Regions from separate parts of the Zea mays genome. Here region 1 is linked to region 2. A link is a contact called in public Hi-C data. All regions are on one chromosome and are shown on one strand. Each heading gives the region's core, a stretch centred on a gene start, on an enhancer-like site or on the middle of the called end of the contact. The rest is flanking DNA. Distances are from core to core; before and after follow the strand shown.

Region 1 (2,995 bases), core at 165-2,664, 160 kb after region 2:
GAGGTCTGTGTTATTAACACGCCAATCCAAAATTTAGAATATTTAAGGTGCATCAGTTGCGTTTTCAATCTTTTTTCTGGGCCAAAATGATTTTCATTGTGTTAAGGGAGGCCTCTACATTTAACTTTCATAACTTTATCTGAAAGAAGGACCAACGATGCGGCTCTACAACCTCTAGATTAGAATATCTGTAAGCTGAGTAGTTGACATAAGTGAAATCTAGCATGGGTGAAATATGACAATGGCATATGCTTAAAGGAAGTCAAAACGAGACAATACATAGCCAGTGTGATATAGCTCCTAAGACAAAAGAATGACCAGCCTCACTGCACCTAGTAGTACAAATGGTGATTGGGTGATCCTGCAATCCTATAAGGCAAGGCATGGACTTAGCCTTTTAACAGGTAAATGATACATCTTCTACTACTACTAGACTATCCCGCCACACAACTGTCTGAACTACAAGAAATAACTCAGTAACGTCGAGAAGCGCCTCAATTTTATTCAGGGTCAGAAACATGCTGCAGCAGAAAGACAAAGTTGGATCTAAGGAGTGACGTTTTAGTGCAAAGTATTATCCTTTCTACATTTTGAATCCCAAAAGAATTTCATTTTCCCAATGGTTCGATCCAACCGACTATTGTAAGGATATTAGCGGGTACGAATGCTGAAATCAGTGCTCACGCCACGAACAAGGCTCCAATTTCCCAAACTTCAGCATATAACCTGCTCGTCATATATATAACTTAACAAAGTCCCACCGGAGACGGCAAACTCATCCCTCCTAAGTCCTAACCACCCACACCCAATGATTGTCAACGAGAGTGCCGTCCACAATTCAATTAGACTCACAAAACACAGCAGGGAATCGGAATATATTCAAGAAAAATAATCGTGGTAACGATTCCCTAATCCCCGCCCCGCTTTCGACCTTCAACTACATCTCGCTGTGACCCTCTCCCGCAACAGCCCCGAATCCAACGACCAAAGCATATCGAGAGCGCGAACCTGCGGTGAACTGGGCACAGATCCCGGACGCAGCGAGGAGAAACAGGGCGACCGAGGCCCGTCTGGATCCGCCCCTCATCTCCGACCTGAGCGCGCCGCCCCGCGCCGCCTTCTCCCTCGGCTCGAAGCGGTGGGGTGGTGGCCTGGTGGGTCAGTGGTGCTTGCCTGCTTGGGCGCGGCGCGGTGGTGCTGGCGCTTGGCGGCCTGGCGCTGGTGGTGCGGTGGTTGCCGACTTGCCGTGCCTGTTTGGCCTTGGCTTTTGTAGTAGTAGTAGCCCGTGGCGACGGGTCGGACGCGGCTGGTTCGCATCGAAGGCTCCGCATGGCATTGCTGCCGGTGAATGGTCCTTTTCGGCGGCGTTGTGTCGCTGCTGGTGGGCCACGGTGGGATCCGGAGCGACCGATGACGCGTCTGAAGTTTCGTTGCGCGAAACAACCTAATCCACTTTAGCGCAAGTTGTCGTCAAAAGAGCAGTGCAAGCAGAAAGAATGTTTGAGTATTAGCTAAGCTATGTGAGTCTGTAAAACGATTCTGGTAAAAATCCATGCAAATTGTTGGGGAAAAACACTAACGCATTAGCTAAACTATGACAGTAACAGCCGCTTCAGCTAGGACCTCTACGTATTTTCATCCCCGTGAGGCCGTGACCAGTATTTTCATCTGGTAAAACATTATCTTTAGCTTTACCCCTCTCTACCGAATTGTAAGATGTTTTAGTTTTTGTAAATACATGTCATCTGTTGTACACTTAGAGCCTGTTTGGTTTGACGTTTTTATCCGTGATCTATTTACAGTGATATCTATTCCTTTTCTTTTCTACTAGATGAGTGCTCCGTGCGTTACAACGGAAACATATAATACCATAATAACTTTTATATATAATGTGTCTTATATTGTTATAAGAAAATATTTCATAATTCATTTGTGATCCTAGCCATACATAAATTTTGTTATTTTAATTTAACTGTTCCACTACTACATTGCAACCATCAGTATCATACAGACTTCGATATATATCATGATTTGCATGGTCTCATCATTGGAGAGCACGTGCCACACCTACCGGTAGAAGTTCCCTCATACATCGTCAGTCATCAGGCATGCACCACCATACATGTTTGTTTAAACAAAAAGGCAAGTGTGTGCGTTTGCGAAGAGAATTAAAGGCAGACCAGCACAAAAGCTACCTCGGCGATGGCAAGTGGTCATTGTTGTCGGTCCTCCTCTGCGTCACCTCTGTCGCTAAGATGACGCCACAGTCTTTGATATAGTAGTCGTCAAACGCGCGCGACATGGCAAGTACCGATGACTTTTGGCTGGGCTGCTAAACGAAGTGCACCCCGGGCTCATCAGCGAGGTAGTACACCTAGCCGTTGCACCTCCGGATGTGCTACTCGTCTACATACATCTTGTTCGAGGACACTCACACAACATCAACAACAGCCGTCGTCCCAGCGCACAAGAATTCATGGCCGGTCAGTAGCAACTTACGTGGCCGGTTGAGCTTCAGGTGGATGATGAGCTAGATGGCGTGACGGCGCCGTCGTCGGATGCGGTGCCCAGAACAACCCGAGAGTCGCCGGCGTTGGCGACGACTATGAGATCCCCCGTTTGAATATGGACAGTAGTGTAGCCGCTCTGGACTGCGTCCAAGCGACGGCTGCACCGAAGCTTGCCGAACATAGCGAGCGGCCAAGTAGGACTGCTTCCAGAGGTCGAACTGGCAGTCGCCAAGCTTCTTCTCATCGTCGATGAGCGACGCCAACGCGAGCGCCTCCTGCCAGTGGTGTTTGTTCGGGGTTTCTAAGTAAGAAACATGAATTCATCTTTGGCGTTGGTTTATAAAAATTACTCACAAGTCAGATTCATGGAAAAAATATTACGGAGAATAAATGTCACACATATAAAAAAAGAATTTAAGTTGAAAACTTATTCAAACAAAAGAAGTTGCATGCAAGGCTCTTCTTTAAATACTACTCTCTCCATC
Region 2 (3,066 bases), core at 482-2,981:
CGAGGCGGCGCTGCTGGCGCCAGTGCTTCCGGCGCGCGTGAGGACGCGGGTCGCGGCTCGGAAGCTGAAACGGCCTTGGGAGGACGGCCGCGCGGCGAGAGGAAGCGACGAGAAACGGTGGCGTCGGCCAAGTGTTGGAGTTCGGGCAGCGACGGAGGAGGGGTGGAGGTGGTGGTGGGCGGCGACCGCTGCCATATCCACCCCCGCTCGGCTCAGTGGTTGTCGCGGGTGTTCTGTTACGTTTGCGCTCTCTTGGCATTTTTCCGCGTCGGTTGCTGTCCGGAGGCGACTGTGAGCTTACAGTTTTTCTACGGTTTAGATTTTTTTCCTCTTCAGTTTCTGTGTTACGAGGGTACGGCCGTACAAACAAAAAAAATGCCCTCAACCTTGTTATTTAAATATTTAATTTATTTTCGAACTAAACCCTAAGAAAGAGAAATAATGAATATTTATTGTCCGCTAGTTTATTTTCGAACCGAACCGCGAGAAATAAAAAAACGGAGGAAGTACTTCGTGATCACTATTTGTCACATGGCTCGTGAGGTTAGTTAAATAATTAGCTACAAACGACGTTTGATACATCGATTTTATGGTTATGTTGATCTCAAATTTATTTTATACTAGTACAATATTAGTCCATCCAAATTATTCGATTAAATGTTAGTACATAATGATTATGTAGTTTAATATCTCGTGCTGATATAGTAAAGACAATAACTTGCTTAGTGTGAAAATTGAAAATTCTATAATCGTTTTGGATTTTATTTTCATTTGTACACTAATGGGGTGTTTGTTTGGTTGTAATATGTCCAAATTATATAATACAACAAATTTTAAACTAACATTTATTTCAAAATTTATTGGATATATAATCTGAACATATTATAATCCCAAACAAATATCCAAGTAATGCCATACAGAAAAGAGCTTACCACACTTATATGTGCAGCACTTCACAGTAAAATCTAATCAATGTTTGCACAACAGTTATAATTTTAACAGAAGAAAGAACAAAAAAGCAAAAGCGTGTTGAGACAATAGAGCAGAAATAAGATGAGGAAAAAATAACATGACGAATAATCCTTATTTCATCAAAATAATGAAGAAAAAATATTTACCTTCACAGCTCTATTAAGAAAAAATATATTTAGGATGATATTTGTGTAAGTTAGAAGTAGCCTAACATTCTCAATATCACCTCTAGAATAGGGTATTATGGTTATGGGCCCTATGTCTATTAGTAACTCATCTGAAGACTTTCTGTACAAACCTTTACCTTGGTTGATGCTAAGAGAGGTTCCCATAACATGGTGTCTTGGAAGTGGTGATCACTATTTTACTTTTCTCATTGGAATCCTTAATGCGTTTTGGCTATGACTTTCCCCCTAATAATATCCTTTGCACATATATTGTCTCTTCGAAAATAAATACATATATCGAGTTTTAATTAATTGAATATTTTTAAGTTTTACTATAAAAATGTATCCAAATAATTTCATAATAAAAATATATTTTAATTTTAATTTAATAATACTAATTTATTATAAATATTAATGTTCTTAATATATTTGATCGAAATTAATAAAAAATTGATTCCTCATAGGATAAAATATGTACTTATTTAAGATTCAGAAAGTAGTTTTTAATGAAAATAAAAAAGTAGTAATTGTTTGCAAACGTTTTGTGTTCTGTTGTTGTTATTTTCTACTTTATCCTGTTCTTTTATGAAACGCCCACTTCATTCCGTGAAATAGAAGTAAAATACAAAATCTCCCCGGAAATGACCACAACTTTCTCTCAAAATAAAACCTCACCCCTCCTTGGTCTGCGGCCCTTTGTCCTGTCTCCTCCCACCCTTGCCTCCGAGTCACCTCCTCCCTTGGTCTCCGCCGTCGCTGCCTCCTTGCCGGAACCCTAAATGGACCCCGGCGCCGGCGCACACTACTCCGTCCGTACCGCGGAGGAGGTTTTCCGCGACTTCCGCGGCCGCCGCGCGGGCATGATCAAGGCCCTCACCAACGGTATGCTACCGTCGCTCGCTCCTTTGTTCCGGATTTCGCCTGCCTATCTGGCGGCTTCGCCGGTTCTAACGTGTTGCTTGGTTTGATGGTTTGCGCAGATGTGGAGAAGTTCTACCAGCTGTGTGACCCCGGTGAGTCCGCTCGATCATCTGTCGTAGGGTTGTGGGCCGCTGTCAGTGACTTGGTTTGGTTGCTAGGGTTAGGGCGTTCGGTCGCCCTGCTTGGTGTCCCGAAGCTAAATTTTACACTATCTGTACTGGAAATGGGAACCTAGTACTGGTCTCCTGTGGTTTCAGTTGACGATGTTAATGGTTTGGAGTGTGGTGACGGGTGAGCGATTGCAATTGTAGGTTGTGCAAAAGGTTGGATGGAATCCTCGAATTCGTGAGGATTTTATTGTTCATGCATTGTTTAGCTTGACTTTTGACTCATGTTTGCCGTTGATACTGCACTGGAAAATGTAGGAATTTATGGGAAGTTCCAGGTTTGGGTGCTGGGATTCTATACTCAAAAGTAGCCAAGGTTGTTGTATCTTTGTTGATTTTTTTTGTTTCTACCATATTCCATAAATGCAATGCAACATAGGATCATGAGTTATGACTCATGACATATCTTAGAGTTAGTTACTTCTTTGTTTTAGTGAAGCCAGTGAACCAATTTTTTGTGCCAATTGTGCCATAGAATTAGTTTAGGAGTCTGATTGCTTCATCTATCTTGTATTTTAGCGCATCCATCTAGCCTTTTCTTTTTAAGCCTAGCACTTGCACTGAGTAAATTACAAGTAATACAAAACATCGGTCCTTTGTATCTACTAATTCGTTTTTTTACAGAAAAGGAAAACTTGTGCCTTTATGGCTACCCCAACGAAACATGGGAAGTAACTTTGCCAGCAGAGGAAGTTCCTCCAGAGATCCCTGAACCAGCTTTGGGTATAAACTTTGCTAGGGATGGCATGAATGAGAAGGATTGGTTAGCGCTAGTTGCTGTCCACAGCGATTCCTGGTTACTAGCAGTTGCATTCTACTTTGCAGCCCGGTTTGGGTTT

What was found. A called contact is a pair of places that touch in the nucleus more often than the background predicts.
Region 1: a contact with region 2 is called in a Hi-C map of leaf, with 10 times the contacts expected there. The contact joins the promoter of LOC103635650 here to the promoter of LOC103635648 in region 2. A contact is called at or near these places in 6 of 25 Hi-C or Micro-C datasets (ear, leaf and tassel).

Annotation. Positions count from the first base shown.
Region 1 is chr8:105,733,614-105,736,608 of Zm-B73-REFERENCE-NAM-5.0, forward strand. It overlaps LOC103635650, which reads right to left and starts at 1,415. Exons shown (of 3, transcript XM_008658056.3): 1 at 1,009-1,415. The coding sequence starts at 1,087.
Region 2 is chr8:105,574,159-105,577,224 of Zm-B73-REFERENCE-NAM-5.0, forward strand. It overlaps LOC103635648 (PHD finger protein ALFIN-LIKE 5), which reads left to right and starts at 1,732. Exons shown (of 5, transcript XM_008658054.3): 1 at 1,732-2,021; 2 at 2,120-2,152; 3 at 2,852-3,066. The coding sequence starts at 1,919. LOC100281307 reads right to left here and starts at 266. Exons shown (of 6, transcript NM_001372496.1): 1 at 1-266. The coding sequence starts at 195.